Linked DNA regions of Mus musculus: all the other regions are linked to region 1. The links are chromatin contacts, called in public promoter capture Hi-C maps. All regions are on one chromosome and are shown on one strand. The core of a region is the stretch at or near the end of the contact, and the rest is flanking DNA. Distances in the headings are between cores, read along the strand shown. Region 1 holds the start of 1700017B05Rik (RIKEN cDNA 1700017B05 gene). Region 2 holds the start of Senp8 (SUMO/sentrin specific peptidase 8). Region 3 holds the start of Ireb2 (iron responsive element binding protein 2). Region 4 holds the start of Parp6 (poly (ADP-ribose) polymerase family, member 6). Region 5 holds the start of Hexa (hexosaminidase A).

Evidence for each region. Promoter capture Hi-C pulls out the DNA fragments that hold promoters and counts their contacts.
Region 2: a contact with region 1 is called in a promoter capture Hi-C map of erythroid cells, with 24 times the contacts expected there. The contact joins the promoter of Senp8 here to the promoter of 1700017B05Rik in region 1. A contact is called at or near these places in 2 of 39 promoter capture datasets (erythroid cells and pre-B cells).
Region 3: a contact with region 1 is called in a promoter capture Hi-C map of pre-B cells, with 2.1 times the contacts expected there. The contact joins the promoter of Ireb2 here to the promoter of 1700017B05Rik in region 1. A contact is called at or near these places in 3 of 39 promoter capture datasets (cranial neural crest, erythroid cells and pre-B cells).
Region 4: a contact with region 1 is called in a promoter capture Hi-C map of erythroid cells, with 17 times the contacts expected there. The contact joins the promoter of Parp6 here to the promoter of 1700017B05Rik in region 1. A contact is called at or near these places in 2 of 39 promoter capture datasets (erythroid cells and pre-B cells) and 1 of 484 Hi-C or Micro-C datasets (B cells).
Region 5: a contact with region 1 is called in a promoter capture Hi-C map of liver, with 2.5 times the contacts expected there. The contact joins the promoter of Hexa here to the promoter of 1700017B05Rik in region 1.

What each region holds. Positions count from the first base shown.
Region 1 is chr9:57,260,650-57,264,481 of GRCm38.p6, reverse strand. It overlaps 1700017B05Rik (RIKEN cDNA 1700017B05 gene), which reads left to right and starts at 1,883. Exons shown (of 3, transcript NM_028820.2): 1 at 1,883-2,053.
Region 2 is chr9:59,748,559-59,752,390 of GRCm38.p6, reverse strand. Senp8 (SUMO/sentrin specific peptidase 8) reads left to right here and starts at 1,742. Exons shown (of 2, transcript NM_027838.3): 1 at 1,742-1,813. It overlaps Myo9a (myosin IXa), which reads right to left and starts at 1,217. Exons shown (of 44, transcript NM_173018.2): 1 at 1,046-1,217.
Region 3 is chr9:54,861,672-54,865,503 of GRCm38.p6, reverse strand. Ireb2 (iron responsive element binding protein 2) reads right to left here and starts at 1,749. Exons shown (of 22, transcript NM_022655.3): 1 at 1,608-1,749; 2 at 108-197. The coding sequence starts at 1,626.
Region 4 is chr9:59,615,102-59,618,933 of GRCm38.p6, reverse strand. It overlaps Parp6 (poly (ADP-ribose) polymerase family, member 6), which reads right to left and starts at 1,650. Exons shown (of 24, transcript NM_001205239.1): 1 at 1,526-1,650; 2 at 227-466. It overlaps Gm51709 (a long non-coding RNA gene), which reads left to right and starts at 1,810. Exons shown (of 3, transcript XR_003948337.1): 1 at 1,810-1,947.
Region 5 is chr9:59,537,770-59,541,601 of GRCm38.p6, reverse strand. Hexa (hexosaminidase A) reads right to left here and starts at 2,062. Exons shown (of 14, transcript NM_010421.5): 1 at 1,626-2,062. The coding sequence starts at 1,878. It also overlaps a transcript of Tmem202 not described here.

The sequences.
Region 1 (3,832 bases), core at 634-3,133:
AAAGCCCTGGGAGTTGCAAAGTGGCTCTCAAGTCCTCTATCCTATGCCCTTTCTTTGGTGATCCAGGGTGTTTACATGATGTCAACAAGGAATAGACAAGCTGATTATAGGGACAGCTGTCTTTATGAAATGTTAATGAATTGAGACAAAATAATGGGGCTGTAGTCTTAGCTGGGCCCTAGGGTCTTGCAGGCTAATCATGACATAATGGGGTCCTCCTTGGGTCTACAGCCTGAGAGTTCTAGACCACAGGAGCCAAGGGCACTCACTGTCTTCCTCCCAAGTCACTCCTGACATCAGGAGTGGAAGAAGATGCTACGCACAAGGGAGAAGAGGGCAGAGTTAGTATGTGTGATAGTAGGAAACAATATCTCCTTGAGAGAAGGCTGAGCCTGTCAGATTTGGCATGACCCAGAGCTGGCAGGGCACAGATGCACCTTTCTAGTGTTAAAGCATGTTAGTAAGATACAAAACCCAGGCAACCTGGGCTTCTGTCCCAATTTGCAATGTGATTTGGAAAGCCCCAAACCTCAGAGTCTCTCCTCTATTTGTCTAGCCTCTATTTGTAAAAAAATCTTCCAGCTCTAATCCAAGAGACACCCTCCCCTTCTCCTTGAGTGACCTCACTTCCTCTTCCTAATCCTACCTGGAGCCCAGCCCCTCCGCCCCAGCCCCATCTTCTCCCATACCTGTGCCCTCAGCTCTGTTCTGACTCAGGCAGTCCTGATCTTTGGGTCAAGATGGGTGTTCTGAGTGGTTTTGCCCCAAAAACTAATTTTGATCTCTATGGTGTTCAACTATTCTTCACCATGCGACCCTGCCTTGGCCTTGGGCAGTCCTGGAACTGCAAGGATTAGATTCCTTCCAAGAAAGAGGTGCTAGCGCTGAGCTGGGCAAGGCCCCACAACCAGATGGGCTAGAGTCCAGGTGAACAGAGGCAGTGGGTTTCCCAGCCCCTTTCTGCAACACATCAGCTTGGCTAGGGATGCTTCATCCCATCAGCTTTCCAGGTTGCTCATGCTCAGACCGGTTCTGGTGCGACACATTTGCCAGAAAGGCTCAGATGCCCACCAAGGCCGCTTGGCAATATCTCCAGAGTCTCATTCCTGGCCCACTCCAGGTCACTAGGAGCTGATATATACTCGTCTGTACTTTACCTCATAAGTCCTTCTTAATTTCCTAATGCAACTTGTTTGTTGAGGAAGTTAGGGCTGCCTCGAGATATCCTTTAGCATTTTTATTGTCTTGCTAGGAACTGAGTGTGGTGGTCCAAGCTTTTGACTGCAGCACTCAGAAGGCTGAGGCTGGTGTGTCTCTGAGTTCACGGCCAGCCTGGTCTACATAGTAAGTTCCCAGACAGCCACAGCTATATAGTGTGACCTTCCCAAACAAAACAAAGCAAAAGCAAAACAAAAAAAAAAAAAGGACTGCTAGATAGCCCAGGCTCAGCTCAAACTCTCAGCAATTCCCCTGCCTCAGCCTCCCATACCCCAATTTATGTGCTACACATCTTTTCGAAGCCTGATGGCCCTATTTCTAAGAGGCAGAATATCACTTTTACAAATGAGGAAACTGAAGCTCATAGAGGTTAAGTGGCAGGTCCAAGGTCACATGGCTAGAAAGTAGCAAGGAATGAATGATCTAACGGAATGACTGAATGAGGGCTTACGATCGCCCTCGGGGCAGAGGTTTGAGGAAGGAGGCGAGCGAAGACTGTGCACAAAGCCAGAGGCCGGGTCGCGGGAAAGTTGGTTCCACTCAGGCCTTCGGCACGGGAGGACCCAGGGGAGCGCAGGCTCCCAGAGGCACAGCCGGGTTCTGCCCCCACTCAACGGCCCGCCCCGCCCCCGCCCCGCCCCCGCCCCGCCCCGCTCGGGACCACAAACGGCGCCCAGCGGCAGCACGAACGGTCGCGCGGAACGTCTCTCTGGGCTAGCTGCCTGCCGCGACTTCCCGCGCAAGGCCGGCGGGACAGGGACCCGCAGCCTAGGCGGCGCTGAAAGATGCCGCGGCTGCTCCGGGTGGCGGCCGCTAGAAGCCTGGTGCTCTGAAGGTAGGAGCTCGCCTACCCGGCAGGCGCGGAAACTTGGGCCGAGTTTGCGGGCGGCGCGTGGGCAAGGGGCGGGTGGCCCTGCCCCAGGGCGCCCCTACCGGCCAGCCCCAGGACGGAGCGCGGGGACCGGGGCCCAGGTGCTGAGGCTTCGGGCGGTCAGACTACGGGGCCCAGTCATACCGCTGCCCAGACTTTGCCAGGACTTGGATGCTCCCTGGGCCTGGTAGAGCTCCGGAGCCACAGCACTGCCTGGGCGTTAGGGCTGGCGAAGAGTCAGGCGGATCCCTCGGGCCTCTCGCGGGGCCAGGCTCACGCGGATTGCCGGGCGCCGATTCGGGGTGGCGGTGGGGGGTTGGGATTGGTGGCGGCGGGCGCTGAGGTGCCGCGGGGCCGTGGACGAACCCTGTTGGAACAGGACCGCCTGCGGTTTCCTAGCCACTGCTTGACTCACTCTCTGGCCACAGCCCAAGCTGGCGGGATCGTCCCGAAGGAGGTGGCTGCCCAGACTTTGAGGCCGCCCCCCCCCCAGCCCCCCAGCCTTCTGGACCTCAGTGCAGTCTGCGGGCATCGATCCGTGGGGTTCCCAGTGCGAATCTCCTGACTTTTTTACACGTTTACGTGAGCTAAGGAAGGGCACCGTTGGGCAGTGGGGGGCATGTGTGCAGATTCGGGCCATGCATGTACGTGTAGGAACAGCTTTGCATGCGTGGCCCACGGCAGTCTGTGTGTCAGCCTGCCGGGGTGCACGTGCGTTGCAGAGGCGCGGAGAGAGAGGCTTGGGGACACCCGGAAGCCTGGTGTGGCGGTGGGGCGCCAGTTCCCTACTGAAGCCGGCTGGCTGTGAGCCACTGGCACGAGGGTCACGGGCGGGGCCGGGAGAGGGAAATTAGGAGCGGAGCATCCGGGGAGACCCTTTCTCTCAAACTGAGAAGTGTGGGCTGCTCCACGTTGAGTGAGTGCTCAGAACCTCAGCACGCAAAGTTTTTAGAAGACTGGTATCTGTTAGAGCGGAGAGAATACTGATGCGGGCCTCAACTTGGCTGGGATCGCGCTCTTCATGAGGCCCCAAGGATGTGACGTGGAAATGGACCCACGGAGTTGTCTGTCTCCCTCGTGGAAAAGCAGGAGTGTAGGCGCTTGACCCTGCCCTGGGTTCTGGCTGAGGTTAGAACTCCTCTAAGAACTGGCAGAACTTGGACATCTTCACGGTAGGATCACCTGTTGGCCCTACCTTCCCCAAGCGCCTTAGGCTACTTTGGTATCCGGAAACAAGGCACCTTCTTTTTGGCTACTCTCTCAGTGGGGGTGGCCTCTACCGAGGGAGCTTTCCATCCTACTGGCCGGGCATTACGTCACCGCCTCACCTTTCAGAGTCTTGGGTTGGCTTTTTGGCGCCCTCACTCCTCCTACAAAGACTCCTGAGGGTCCCAGGGGTCTGGTTCTCAGGAAGTCTCCAGGGCCAAAGGGCACGGGTTGGGCTGAGCCCTGGAGAGACGGACTCTTGAGAGGGGTGGTTAGAGCAGGTCCCAAGGAGCATTGGTGGAGGTGAGACCAAAGCCAGCCCTTAATTAACCCAGACCTCCCCAAGGATAGAGTGGGCTTGGTACCTTCTGAGCCATGTGAGTCTTGTGGTGCAGAGTCGGGTAGATCTCTTTCAAGGCCATTTTGGTCTGCATAGTGGGTTCCAGATGGAGAAACAGGGAGACCCAATGAGAAAATAAAATAAAGCAAAACCAACCATATAAGTATGGAGCAGTGCAGGATGGGGCCTTCCCTAGA
Region 2 (3,832 bases), core at 493-2,992, 2.5 Mb before region 1:
AACTCCTCTAGTTAAAAACCTGTGTATCTGTACAAATCTACAGTGCTGAGACAAATATATGAAGAGTTACTTATCTTCATTGGTGTAATGCAACTTAATCCTTACAGAAGCCCAGAAGTGACAAGATATAGACTGGTTCTTTCCTTCTACTGAAGAGACAAGATGAGGAGCAAGCAGCTTGCCCTTGTAACAGCACACATACCCTCCCTGCCTGGGCTTTCACACTCTTTGCTCTCTTTCCCTTTCAGCAACCAGTCCCTGAGGCTCCAAACATGGGTCTCAGTCTGACTCCTTAAAATCCAATGGAGTGAATATACTGGACTATGTAAATAACCCCTTCGAGTTTTCCTGGAAACTTCTTTTCAACCAAAGATCCCGATTGGTTAGAAATCAGGTAACAAGGTTTGCTTAAGAGGTCTTCTAGAGAAACTACACCAGGGCGGGGGGGGGGGGGGTGTGAGGGGGCGATCCAGCACTCTGATGGTGATTTGAAGGGCTAACCGGAGACCTACTAGGTAAGAGCATCATGACATTGGGCTATCTGAAAGCTCGTATGGGTAGGGGGAAAACCTAGCAAACCTGACTGGAAGTAAGCTGCGTGAGGGTCCCTATGAAAGCTCGGGTAGCGATGACTCGTAGGATACCCAAAGATCTGGGACGTAGCAATGCATTAGGAAGCAGTAGTGGCCTTGGTTCCCAGACAAGGATCCGCTCCGACATAACGGTGTCTAGAGGTTCCAGTCAGAGTCCTAAAGAGGGTCTAAAGAGGTTCTAGCAGGAGGTGGAAGGGGGCCAGTGACAGAAGCGCCGCGGCTACTGGTGGACAGAATGGTGTCTGGTCAATGAAAGGTACGGGAGAGTCGAGTCTGGGGGTGGAATCCCGGCGGTACTCCGGCGATTGCTAGGCTTTAGGGGCAGAGCTGCTGGCGGGGCGTCTCCGCCGGGGCGGGGCGGGGCAGCCCTCCGGGAGCCAAAGAGCCGAGCGGGAGACGTGGGCCGGGCCAGGCCAGGCGGCAGGGCCGCTGGGTGCTGGGGCGGGTCTTACCTCTGGCTGCGCCGCGGTGGCCACCACAGCCCCTTCCTCTTCGGCGGTAGCCGCTTCCCCAGCTCGGTTTCCAGGGTCAGAAGGAGAAAGCAGAGGCCGAGGCCGCCGGGGGGTAGGAGGGTTCCGCGAGGGTGGGCCCAGTCGCCTCAGGGTCCGAGAGAGCGGCGGCCGCGCATCCCCCGCCCTGTCAGAGAGACTCCGCCCGGACTGGGCAGGCACATCCCCCGCCGCACCCCGCCCAGAGAGCACGCGTTGGAAGCTAAACCGCGGTCCCTGCTTTTGCCCGGGGACCGGTATCTCCGCCGCAGTCCCTCCCCGTCCTGCCAGGACTTTCCGACGGCCACCGCCAACTGCCTCTGCGTCCCCAGTCCTCTCAGGCCTGCGCGCCCCCGACCCCGCTCACGCGGCCCCGCCCCGCGCGGCTCTCCAGCAGCAGCCGAGCAGGCGCGCGCGCACTTACCTCCCACGCCCCCTGCTGCCAAGCCCCGGACAGCCCCGCCCGGCCCCGCCTCCGCACGTGACGCTGCTGGAGCGGGCTGCCTGCGCTTGCGCGGACACGCCTATTTTCCACCCTCCGAATGGCCCCGCCTCCCCATTCCTTCTTCACTTTACGGCAGGGCTGAGACCTCCGTGTTAGATTCTCGATTACTACATAAAAACGTCGTAAGGTTGGAAAGGCAAACTCTGGGATTACGACCTTAAGTCTCACTTTCCGGCCAGTACAGAGCTCCCTGAAGGCTGGTTGGGTTGGTGAGGCCTGAGGAATAGGTAAGACGCCTCCTCCCTACTTAGGTTTGTCTCAGTTTTTGGAAGCAGTGGATCGCTTTGCGCTCCACGCAGACTCTAGTGTGTCCGAGCCCCTTCCTCATTCTGCAGCTGGATTCTCAGCGCCGCCCCTTTTCCACACACGCACGCCCCTCCCCCCACTTGTTCCCGCCCCCGTGGCCAAGTATTTCTTTCCATTCATTCCACAGACTTTTCACTGAGTTGTTTCTATGCTGTAAAATCCAGAATATTAGAAGAAAATGAAAAAATATCCGCTCTTTTGAAGTGCTGTGATGTAGGAAACAAAGAATCCGCAATGGTAACACAGTAAAATAACACGGGATGAGCTGAACACAAACGGGGGAGTGGGGGGGGGGGGGTCCTTGATTGCAGAAGAGGACTTTTCCCAAATGACTTTCAGGCCTGTGGAGAACTCGTGTTAAAACCTTGGTGGACCGAAACTGGCCAGAAAGAAAATGGGAGTAGAGAAAGGCTAGTACAAAGGCATGTGACAAACAACCTAAGAGTAAAAAGCAAGAGGATTGGCATATACCTAGTAAAAACCGCGCAGGTAGACTTCCATTTGAAACAACTAGACTATGTGGCGAGTGAATTTAAGGCCAATCTTGATCACAAGGCGGGGGAAACTTAACTATAACAAGTGCAAGAAATAATCAGATGCAGGTGCAAAGGCTGTTTTTGAAGATGGCTGATTGCCTGGGATGGCTGGCCTGTTAGCTCCTGAAAGAATAAGGCAGCTAGATCTCCAAGTGGGAAGCCAGTCTGAGCCAATTTTAAAAAAAAAAAAAAAAAAAAAAAAAAAAGCAGATATGGTAGTACACGCCGAGTTTCAGGCTAGCAGGGGATACATAGTGAAACCTTGCCTCAAAGAATAAAGTGAAGTTTAGCTCAGTGAGTAGAACAAGCACTAGATTCTGGGCTCTGGGTCAGTCCTGACTTGGGGAGGTCGGGGCGTGATGGGTGAGTGAAGGGTGAGCCATGGAACCTGAAAGTGAATGACTAAGGGTGAGGAGGGGTAGAGAAGAGAAAAACAGCAGGAGAACACGAGCTTGTCCGTCCATTAGAATCACCTAGGATGCTTTTTTTTTTTTCTTTTTTTAAGTAAAACTAATACCCCTCCAACAAACTATAGCTCACTAGATGACTAATGTTAAGGGTAGAGTCCAGCAAGCTACACAGGAGCGATGAGTGGTGTGAATAGACAAGAAGCTGAGGGAGTTGATTTCCAAACCTTAAAAGCAGGAATCCTTTGACGAGAAAGAATTGAAGATAAGATGAGAAGCTTTAGCAGAAGACTGAAAGAATTAAATGACTGCTCTGGGAACTGAGAGAAGGGAAGCCACTCCTGCCTTTCCAGTCAGGACGGTTCCGTGTGCGTGGGAGGCGGGGAGGGCATGTAGGCGGGAAGTTTGCAGCTAGTGCTAGGCCGTGCTCCTCAACTGAGCCCTATCCCCAGCTTCTCTCAGTTTTTGCTCTTGCTTTGGGTTTTTGCAATAGGGACTCACTGAATTGCTTGGTAGCCAAGGCGGCCGTAAGCTTTCGGATCCTCTTTGCATCGGCTACCACTTCTGCTTCCCATCTCCAATCCTAATCAGATCACCTCAGTTATGGACCCTTCCTCTTCCTGGTAACCCGGTTGTATAAGCTATATGTCCAGGCTCAAAGCTTAAAAACCATCTACATTTTTAGCCCCTCCCCCAAAACAGAGATGAGCCAATTATGGGATTCTAAGCCCAACATCCACTCGCCCTAGACATTCCTGTACACTCAGCCTTGACAATTCAAAGTGTCTTTCTCATTTACTAATTTAAGAACAAGATATAAAGATATTTAAAACGCAGCCTTCTTACAGTCCCACAGTATTGGGGAATACAGGCTTTTAAACAAAAAATTCACTTGACAGAAAAAGTTGTATGAGGTAAAGCCCAAGAAAGCATAGCTGCTGTATGTTAACTAGGGTTAATCAAAGGAAACCTGTCTGTCTGCCTCCTGATAAGAGTG
Region 3 (3,832 bases), core at 500-2,999, 2.4 Mb after region 1:
CAACCAAAAGTCCCAAAGGAAGTTTTATAAAATGTCTTCTGCTCACCTTGACCAATGCACTGTAACTACTAGAAACTAAGCCCACGAAAAACGTAAAGCAACATTACCATACTTGGTGCCGCCAAGTTTAGGTACATTGAAGAACTTCTTCTGTGAATTGCCATTTAATGTTTCAATAAGGTACTCAAAGGTGTATCCTGGAGAAGAAAAAGAACAAATGCCTTTCATTAAATACATTCCATCAAATACATTAAGTACATTAACTACAGTTACCAAGAACCTTATTCAAAGAGAAAACACCCAAACTTTTGCTCAGCAGAACTCTGTGTGTGATGGAAAGCTGATGGGAATATTGCACATTTGCATTACCCTGCGGGGCAGCTACGAGGGCCACCTTGAACCATGGAGGCAGTGATGGAGGTGCTGACTGTCCCATACCACAGACACAAGACTCGTCTCCACGGGACTGCAAGGGGACAATTCTAAACCTCGACTCTTGTCAAACAGAAACTAGTGAGACAGACAGCTTTCTACCTTGCCTGTTGACACAGGGTGTTGTCACTGTATCCCAGAGTGGACTTAACCTCACTGGGCAACCCAGGAGAGCCTGCAAGTAGAGGCAATAATCGCCCATTCTGTCTCCTGAATGCTGGGATTACAGCATTACCCACCCAATGGCTTTTCAATCTTAGAAATGTTAAATGTCTGCAAAGAGACCATAAGAATGGTTTAAATGATGTACAAGCATTCAGAAATCGTGCCCTGAACATGCTTAAGTACAGAGATAATGCTTTGACAAAACCATTGTTAGAGGTTCAAAAGGCAATTAAAAATCCAACAACAGAACACTAAAGATGATTTTTAAAGTGACCATCAAAATATCTAGGTAAACTGGCACATTAGATTCTACTAAGAGATATACCCTTAATGGTTATGCACTAATTGAATATGCCCCCACTCTCAGTGTTGTGAGAAAGGGTGAGGTAGATAAAAATTCATTATGCGGCCTCATTACTTGGATGGGTGAGACCCTTAAACATTGCTCTAAGATCTTCTTCCAAAACCAGAAAAGACAAGCACAGTCCATTCAGAAAGAACAGTGTTTTTCTTTTGTGGAGGGAGGTGGATGGGGGAGGAGACTGCAACAAATGATCTGGGAACCGGCTAACGTTCAGCCTCGACAGCCCCTCCACTTCCAGGAGCAAAGAAAGGGAGATCCCAGGATGCTGGGTAGAAGGATCAGCCAGCAGAGTGAAAGCCAAACAAGGGAGCCAGGTCTTCCGACACTCAATGCTCACAAAAGGGGGGCGGGCAGAGAAAGACGTGGGCTTGTCCCTGCCCCAGCAGTTCCTCCTGGGGGCCTGGAGGCTGCAGCCAACAAGCAGCGGGCCCCGGCCAGGGGCGGAATTAGCGCTCCGCTGAAGAGCGGGACGCGCGGGCGGGGACGCCCGGCCTTCGCGGCCTCCGCCCCGAGGGGAGAGAACGACCAAGCCCTGAGGGCCCGACCGCCCCCCCGGGTGACCGTAAGCAGAGCACAGCGAGGGCCACGGATGTACAGCAGCGCACGCCACCAGCCGCCAACGCTAAGGCGGCGGCCGGGAACTGACCTGCACTTGGGGAGTCCATCGCCGGAGACCATATTATCCCTGCGGGGAGGGGGCCAGCGGGGGAAGGAGGGGGAGGCCAGGCCGGGAAGAGAGGGAGGAAGACGGGCGGACGGGCAGGGGAAAGGAGGAAGGAAGCAGTCTCGCGCAGGCACCGCGAGAGCCGCAGAGCTGGCCCGGGGTCCGCGCTCGCGGGATTTGCCGGCTAACTCTCGCGAGATCCTCGGACCGGCGAAACAAAGAAAGAGCGGGGCGGAGCCAGCGGGTAGGCGGGTCTCTGCGCAGCCTCTGTTGTTCTCCAGAGCTGGAGGTGGGGGGGCGGAACCCTGGGAGGTTAGTAACTTTGACAACGGGACGCCATAGGTTCCGTTACTTTCTTGTGGGCCCAAAAGTATACCGTGAGGTTTTGAGGTCCCGCGATGTCTGCAGGACTGTCTTGTAGGAAAGAGCCAGGATTGGGACTCAAGTTCTCCCTGCATGGTAAAGCCTTGTGTTAAGCCGTGATGTAATGAGGCGCCCACTCGTGCATTCTCAAGAGAACAAGGCCGGGTTAATGGGACACATAGGCAATCGACTAATTGAATGAATTAAAATGTCCATACTTTCCTATAACTTCAACCTTTCTCTTCCCAGGAGCAGTTAAACGTGATGGTGTCCTAAGTTTCTCTCTGGCCCCGCCAGGGAGAGTCCTTATGTCTTCCCTGTCTTGTCTTTTGGTTAGCGGACTCTTTGGAGTTGTCTGGTTTGCCCTTTTCTTCCCCACTCCTATCCCTTCTCAGACTGGTTTCCACTTCCAAAAATGCCTGTGATAAAGGTAGGCATAACTATTTGCTAATACCCCAGCTCTTGCTTTAACTGTTTGTTTAGTATGTTTGCTAAGACAAACTGTATTAGCTTCCATAATTCCAAAACTATTCTGTACTTCCTGGCCTCCAAGCCTGCTTCATCCCAGTCTCCTCTACCAGGGCCTTTCTCTGCCCAGCTATTAAGTGTACTGTCATTAACTCTATCTCGTGACATGAGCTTTGCACCAGATTTCATTTCCTCTGGCTCATTCATCTGTCTATTGGCTCCAGCTATCCGTTCATAAGCTGATGCTCTCTAGCCTACCTACAACTCAAACCCATCTCCTAAGCTTAGAGGAATATATCCTAACGCTTGTTACCACAGGCATCTCCTATGCAAAACCACCACCACAACCACTGCCACCCAAGCCAGTGACTGAGTCCTTATGTGTCTGTCACCTACACCAGCGAATGCCACCGCCTAAGCACATACCAGCACGCTATCCTTGGCTCCTCTCTTCCATTACTGTTTAGAAGTCCACTTGATCCACTGGCTTCCTGACCTTAACAACTGTGACAGTCTTCTCAGAAAGTCTCAAGGGCATGACTATTCTCGAAATCATCTCCATGAAACTGAAACAAACTAGGAAGGACACAGTAACCAAACTCACATACCAAGAAACTGAGTCTGGATTTGCGATGCATTCAGATGGAAGCAAGAGCTCACGTATAACTTCATTGTTCACGAGGCTGAACTGAATAGTTCTGCTTCTCTTGAAACAACACTCCTGTACACCGTTGGCTAACCCTTACTCACTCTTTCAAGACTTGGGCTTTTCTTTTTATGTTTTAAAGATTTATTTATATGTGTATCTCAATGTTAGTGTATGTCATGTGTGTGCAGGTGCCCAAGGAGGCCAGAAGAGGGTGTTGAATCATCCTAATTACCAACCTATCTCTCAAATCTCATGGTTTTCACTAGTTTGAGCTTTTGAAAATTCGTTTGTTGTGGTTCTGGGGGTTGAACTGAAGTCTTCTACAAGAGCACAAATGGCCTTAATTGCTAAGCAATCTCTCCATCCCCCCAGGACAGTCTCTCATACAACCACACTACAACAGTTAAATTCAAGAAATTTAGCACTAGCTGGGCGTGGTGGTACATGCCTTTAATCCCAGCACTCAGGAGGCAGAGGCAGGTGGATTTCTGAGTTTGAGGACAGCCTGGTTTACAAAGTGAGTTCCAGGACAGCCAGGGCTATACAGAAAAACCCTGTCTCAAAAAAAAAAAAAAAAAAAAAAGAAGAAGAAAGAAAGAAAGAAAGAAAGAAAGAAAGAAAGAAGGAAATTTAGCACTGGTACAGTACCATTAATATTTACACTTTATGCATTTGAAGAATCAGCCCTATTAATATTCTATAATCAAACATTGACATCATTTACAAC
Region 4 (3,832 bases), core at 401-2,900, 2.4 Mb before region 1:
GGTCCTAACTGCTGAGCCATCTCTCTCACTCCTGACTGTAGCTCTATAAGCAAAGATTTTACTGTTTTCACCATTCTCAGCCTCTATAACACATTTACTGAATTAGTGAATGAGCCCTCAGCTATGTACCTAGGCCAAATAGGAGGTAAGTATAAGAACTTAAATGCTGCTACTAAACTGACAAAAATCACACAAAATGCTTTTTAAAAATCAAGACTTCATTCACCTTCAAGAGCAGCTGAGGTGCCAATTATGAAGTTTGGGACCAGGGTTCTTTTAGATTGAAAACAGTCAAATGCTGCTCTGGACGAAGAGGGAAGCACTACAGTCCAGCCTGGGTTGTCTTGGGGTGAGCAGTAGAATGAGGGCAGCTTAGGCTAGAAGTGCCAACTTTCTCAAGGTCTTTCACTGTAGAAGTCAAGGAAAACTGAGCATCTCCTCAGGGTTTGCTGCTTGGTTTCTGATGCTATTAAAAGGAGGGGGTAAAAAAAATCAGTTTTTCTAAGGAAAAGACAGTTATGAAATGACCAGCTTCTCCAACCAGACTGTTTTAGTAAAAAAAGACTTGAATCCTCAACACTCCATGGCCTTCTCTCAGGAATGGAGAGTAGATTTAAAAGCTGGAGAGTGGGAAAAGGCAGATGGTGGAGCACGGAATTCATTAAAAAAGAAAAAAAAAAAAAAAGAGGGGGCTGAGAGATGACCTAGTTCAAAGTTTTCATGTTACATATTTAATACTCCAACCTAGGGAGGTCACAAAACTTGCATAAGTAACTTGAACGTTTGATAGGGCCAAATCTATCCATTTTTTCATGTAATAACTAGTTCGGGGTGGGGGTGGGGGGCAGATCTGGAACCTTTCAAGAGGAGCTAGATCAAATAGAGACTATTAAGAGTGCCCAGAGAAGTGTGCTGTTAGGCTCAGTGTTTATTCTGGGGGATGGCAGCTCGCATTAACACGCTTGGTCTATTTCTATGAGATCGTGCCAACGGTAAATAAGCCTTCGGACGACCCACAAAGGTCTTTTTCTCTACGTCCATTGGCACTTTTCAGAGTGACCATTTAACGTATACCTAGTCAAGAGACGCCTCTGATCTCAACGTCTACATTCTGGGCTTGACTTCCAGCTCAGTGTGCTAGGAGAAGAAAACTCCACTCCAACGGAAGTGTCAAAAGGACTAGGCTACTAAACAAAGGGCGAAGGAGGGTGCGGAGGGGCGAGACCCGCGGGCCAGCGCTAACCCTAGCCCGGGCGGAGGGAGAAGACCAAGACGCTCGCGAGGACACCTGCGCATGCAGGGCAGGGCCTGAGGCCTCTTCTCCAGGTGTCCCCCAAAGCCCTCAGCTCCGGCCTTCCCCGTTAAGGACCCGTCTGCGGCTCGCCGCCGCCAGCCGCCCAGCCGAGCGAAGCCTGTCAGCATCCCTTACTTGGTCCCTCAGGCAGGGCGGACCTTGCCAGCAGCCCGACCGCCCCGCCCCATCCCCACTCCAGCCTCCCCACACGCCAGCCTAGAGAGTACTCACGGCGACCCCGGGCCGCGCGCGGCCGCCGCGGAGGGGACGAGCGGCCCGGGACGCCCCGCGGGGGCGGAGCGGCAGGCCAAGGGGCGGGGACCGAGGCGGGCGGGTGAGGTCGCGCACCACACGCCTCAGCGTGCGGTCTCGGGCACGCCGGGGCGCTCTGCGCATGCTCAGGCGAAGACACCGCGATCAGGTGTCCTCTTCCGACCAACCGCGGTGCGTGCTGTACCTGGGCGTGTCCCCACCCCAGGGTGCTAGCCAGGGCGCGCGTGCGCAGTGATCCAGAGTTGAAGGCGTGAGGAAGCGAGAGAGTGGCGCTTGCGCTTTGGGGCCCGGAGGGAGCTTGAGAAAGAGGTTCTCCGGACATGCCGAAATATAATGTTTTTCTTTGTCGCCTCGTGTGGTTAGGAGGGTTGCAGAAGAAGGTAATCTAGATTGCCTATATAGAGATACTGAGGTGCCCCTTTGGTGCAGCTTGAAGCCAGACAAAAATAGGAATCAAAAGTTAAAATTCTGAAATCTGACTTGCTCCCATGTTCATTTGCTTCGGTGTACCGACCGCACCCAGGCTTTCTCATCACACAGGGGACTGGGGACATAGCTCACTTGGAAGAGTGTTTGCCTAGCAACCACAAACCCTTAGTTTATGCACAGGTGTGTAAATCCCGTGTCGTGCCTGTAGTCTGTATAATGTTATCTCAGCATTCAGAAAGTTGAAGCACAAAAATCAAGTTAGAAGTCTTTTTGTTTTTTGTGGTTTTTTTGTTTTTGTTTTTGTTTGTTTTGTTTTGTTTTTCGAGACAGGGTTTCTCTGTATAGCCCTGGCTGTCCTGGAATTCACTCTGTAGACCAGGATGGCCTCCAACTCAGAAATCCACCTGCCTATGCCTCCCAAGTGCTGGGATTAAAGGCGTGTGCCCCCATAGAAGTCTTAAGCTACATAGCCAATTCAAGGCCAGCCTGGGATATATGAAACCATCTCAGAAATTAACTAAATGAAACATTTTAGTTGGGATGGAAGAGAAAGCTCAGCAGCCAAGATCAGTGGCTGCACTTGTCAAAGGCCTGGGTTGGGTTCCCAGCACCTACGAGTCAGTTCACAATAATTTGAAACTCCAGTTTCAGGAGATCTACTACCCTCTCTGGCCATCACAGGCACTAGGAACCAATGCGTTGCACGCACATATATGCAGGAAAACACAAACATGCATATGTAAAATTAATCTTAAAAAAAAAAAGTGGGGCTGGAGAGATGACTCAGGGGTTAAGAGCACTGGCTGCTCTTCCAGAGGTTCTGAGTTCAATTCCCAGCAACCACATGGTTGCTCAGAACCATCTATAGTGAAATCTTGGGCCCTCTTCTGGCATGCAGGTGTACATGCAGATACTCATACATTAAAAATAAAAAAAACCCTTAAAAAAAAAAAAGTGTGGGACGGTAGTGGTGCATGCCTTTAATCCCAGCACTTTAAAGGCAGAGGCAGATCTCTGAGATGCTAGTCTGGTCTACAGCACTAGTTCTAGGACACTCAAAGCTACACAAAGAAACAGTCTCAAAAAAAAAGAAGGAAGGAAAGAAGAGAAAATTAAATTATTGCATTCTTGGCTTGAGCCGTTGTGCTTGCCCCCTGGGTTCTAGTTTCTCTCCTTGCTTACTCATGAGTCTCAACTGGATCGAGCCAAGGATCCCCAGGCCGCTGACTGCTAACAGATTTTGGTGTTTTGTTACATTGTAATAACTGAAGAAAACTGAGGGATATACTCCAGTCTCAGAGTGCAATAGTTCACAGTAGTTCAGAACTGGACTTAGGGTCACATAGTCTTCTGAGAGCATGCACTGTGGAAATGTGTTCAACATAAGAAAACACAAAGGTTTTGTTCCCATGAATGAAATGTGGAATGGCAGAATCCCACAACCTCCCAGGATTCCCTCTCTTTAACCCTTTCCCTCTCATGCTCCCGTACTCAATGAATTTTAACTGCTTTATAGATTATTATGCTCTTCCTGGCTTTCTTCATTTTCCATTAGTCAGTTACTCCCTCTCTCCCTCCCTCCCTGCCTCCTTCCCTCCTTGACTGTCTCCCTCCCTGCCTCCCTTCCTCCCTCTGTGTGTGTGTGTGTGTGGGGGGGTGATGGGGGTGGGGAGAGAGGGGGAGGGGGAGAGAGAGAGACTCTCACCAAAAGAGTTGTTTATAAATGGATTGACTGGTTGGCCAGCAAACTCCAAGGATTCTCTTGTCTCTTCCTCTCCAGTGCTGGGATTACAGATGGTACTACTGTACCCCACTTTTTACATGGGTAATGAGGAT
Region 5 (3,832 bases), core at 813-3,312, 2.3 Mb before region 1:
CCCCCAGAAAGGCTCCAAGTGTAGGAAGACAGAAAACAAAACAAAACACAAACAAGGAAGTAGCAGGAGTCTGGAAACGGCTCCTATGAGGTCCTAGGATGAGTGATGAATGCATTGTGTTTCAGAGTTCAGATCCCTCAGTGCACACAGACTTCAAGCACAATATCCAAAAAGGCAGGGAGAGCAAGTGTAGCTCAAAGAAACAAGACTCAGAGATTTCACATATCATACACAAACGAGTCATACACACACCACAGGAGTTCAGCTTCTCAGGCTTAGAATTAGCCAGAATTATCGTGAAGGCATATTATGATCTAAGTAATAAGAAAAACCACCCAGCCTGTTGAACAGGCTGACTATGGACAAAACTAACCCAAGGCCCTGAGCGTTCAGAATCAAATAATAAGAGATAAATGTATACTTTTGGCCCTCATCTAAATACAGTTGTTCCTAATACTTACCTCCACTCTGAAAGTATTTTTATCATTATTTCTCGTTATGTAACTCTCCATTCTCCACACACTCTTATAAATGTCATCATGAAACTCTCTTCCTCTTTGAAAGCAATAGAATCAAAGGCAACCCAGTCTTCTCCAAGAATAACTACCAGGTCACTTAAGAGTGTCTCTGACAGCCCAAGGTGGCCTCAAATTCAGTATGTGGCCAAAGATGACCGTGGACTCTTGATCTTCCTGGCTCCACCCCACCCCCATCCCCAAGTCTGTGTGCCGTCGAGACAGCTCTTATGAGATGCAGCAGGGTATTCAAGCCTCGTTGCATTGCACTTTACCAACTGAGAGAATAGAGGTTTGATGGTTAATCCTTCCCAGCCCAGCTGCCTGACCTTAGCTGTGTCTCTCCTCTATTTCAAGATGCATTTTCCATTTCCAACTCTGTGACAGAAGGGGTCTGGGTTGAGACTATAAGATCCCTGCTCCTCCAGCTTCCTCCAAACCAGAGTCTACGCCAAATCCGAAAACCTGCAGCTCATCTTCTCTTTTGAGGATCTTTGGAAACAGTAAGGATGATGGAGATGCCTTGCGGGATGACAGGGTCTTCACTTTCAACAGATGATTTGGAATCGTCTGCCTATGTCTCCGGAAGCTCTCTGCCTTGTGTTCTGATTCCTCTCACACTTTTACTAACCAAGTTATGTGCCAGACACATGCTGGGCTCAGTTCTGCAGCCCTGGTCACTGCCTCACAGGGACCCTATGCCACTTGAGCATGTTCTATAAAGGATCATTTTAAATGTCTATTGCCAACATATTGTCAATATTCTAACAGCCTGATTGAACTGTGGCCCTACAGTAGGCATTTCTTAAGAAAGAAAGAAAGAAAGAAAGAAAGAAAGAAAGAAAGAAAGAAAACCTAAATGCAGTTCTCAAAAGGAGGATTAGGGATAAACTGAGACCCCAAGAAGTCACATCAATGAAGGGGTGCTCGGGATAGGGGCTGGGCTGGGGAGGCCAGCTAGCTGGATAGAGAAAGCAAGGGGAGAAACGCGTGGGAGGTGACTGACTGGGCTGTGCAGAGGCCAACGGGAGGGTGTCTGGGAGCCGGGCCGGGGCTGACCCACGCACGGAAGGCGGCTCCTTCGGAGGGAAGAACCGGGCAGTGACTCACTTGAGAAGCTGGGTCGGGGCCAAGAGCCGGAACCGAAGAGCAGGTTACGGTAGCGTCGAAAGGCCTCGTCGAGGACGACGCAGCCCGCCTGCGCGGCCGAACTGACATGGTACCGGAACTGGAAGTTGTTGGGGTACAGGGTGTAGCGCCGGTGGTAGGTTTGGATGTACTGGGGCCACGGCCACAGTGCCGTGGCCAAGCAAGCCAACGCCGCCGCCAGCAGCAGCGAAACCCAGAGCCTGCAGCCGGCCATGGCCCACCGGCCAGCTCCCCTTCCAGCAGGCTGAGCCCACGTGAGCCCCGGTCAGCTGAGCGGCGCCCGCGTGACAATCGGAGGGTCACGTGAACGGGAGGGAAGCAAGGCGGGCTCGATCTCAGAGATCCGTAAGCAAAGGATTCTGCAGCTCCCGACCGGGTGGGCGGTGAAGGATCGATCCCCGCCCTGGCCAAGCCTCTGTAACCCAAACCCAAGGGATGGGCTGGGAGGGACAGGCACCGCCCCAGGGCATGGAGAACTAGCCCGGAGGATACGGGAAGAAGGAAAATGAGAATCCAATTTGCAGTGTCAACTGTGTGAAAGCGCACTTGAGCAGTCTTTAAGTAATCAGCCCCAGGGGTCTCAACATGGAGCAATTGAAAGACGTCCCAAAGTGTTGAAAAATTGTTTGTGGTGATTCCTAGTTGTGATACCAGAATTAGTGAGGGAAAGGCAGGAGGATTCCTGTAAGTCTATGGCCAGTGCGGGCTATCTAGTGAGTGCCAGAACCCGGTGTGTTAGCAAAAGCCTGTAACCCGAGTGTTCAGTAGGTCAAGCCAGAAAGACTGCTGTTGTAAGTGCAGAAGCCATGTTTACTTCTATAACTGAGAAGAATTTATGAAAATTTCTCTTAGCTAGAGGTGAAGCTCAGTGCTAGATAACTTTATTAGCATGATTGAGAACGCAGGTTCAATCTTCAACCCTGAAGTGAGCAGGAGGAACAGTGGAAGAAAAGAGAGAGAACTTCCACTTTGCTCATTAATTGTGCTAGACTTGGTATCCCAGAACATGGCAATTTCCATAACCATAGTCTTAAGGCTTGCAGTGATCTTTTTTTTTTCTTTTTTTTTAAAGATTTATTTATTTATTATATGTAAGTACACTGTAGCTGTCTTCAGACACTCCAGAAGAGGGCGTTACGGATGGTTGTGAGCCACCATGTGGTTGCTGGGATTTGAACTCCGGACCTTCGGAAGAGCAGTCGGGTGCTCTTACCCACTGAGCCATCTCACCAGCCCTTGCAGTCATCTTTTAAAAACAAAGCTTTAGGAGTCTCATGAAGCCCAGGCTGGCTGCTGTACAGCTGAGGATGACCTTGAACTTCAAACTCTCTAGCGTCCATCTCCTGGGTGCTAGGTTTACAGGTAGATTATGCCTAGTACACCTGATACACAGTCATGGGGTCTGAAACCAGGGCTCGTGCATGATAGGAAGACAAATGCTCTACTGTCTGTACTACAACCTAAGCACACCCCCAGCCTCTGGACTCTGTGTTTGGGGCAGCATGTTAAGTGTGTGGAAGTACATGTGTGTATGCTAACATGTGGGCATACGTGTTGCTTGTGTGCGATGTTGTGTGTCCTTCCTCCTTAGTCATGTTGAACTGAACTACCTTCTTGATTCCCGCAGATCACGGCTCTGCCAGCCATGGTGGTTGCAGAGACCCGAGTACCAGAGGATTTCACCAAGTACACTGTGATTATAGAATAGATGATGAACTGGTGACTCAATCCATTCTTGGGGTGATAAGGCTCAGGAAGGCTAGCATCCTGGCTGATACCCTCCAAGGAAGCCTCGTCATCCTGCATGTATGCTGTGAGGATAAGGGCTGTGTGAGGCATCGGTTTGTCTCCATTGCTTTTACAGGGTTCGTTTTTTGGTCCCTTTGCTTGTCCATGTCCCCATCAGACCACATGGTGAATGAGACCATTGTAGCCTTACTGCCTAAGCCAGGACTCTGCAGGCAGGAAGTGTTCAGCTGTGTTTGTCCAGTGCGTGCATGAAGGAAGCACTTGTGTTAGATTTTGCAAGCCCAGCCTGACTCAGTGTGTAGGGAAGAGACCAGCCTGTGGAGGGAGGCAACGGTCAAGGAGAAACAATGATGTGCTCACTCAAGGATCCAAGGTCCCAGAAGAGCCTGGCACAGAGCAGACATTTCATGAGTGGATGT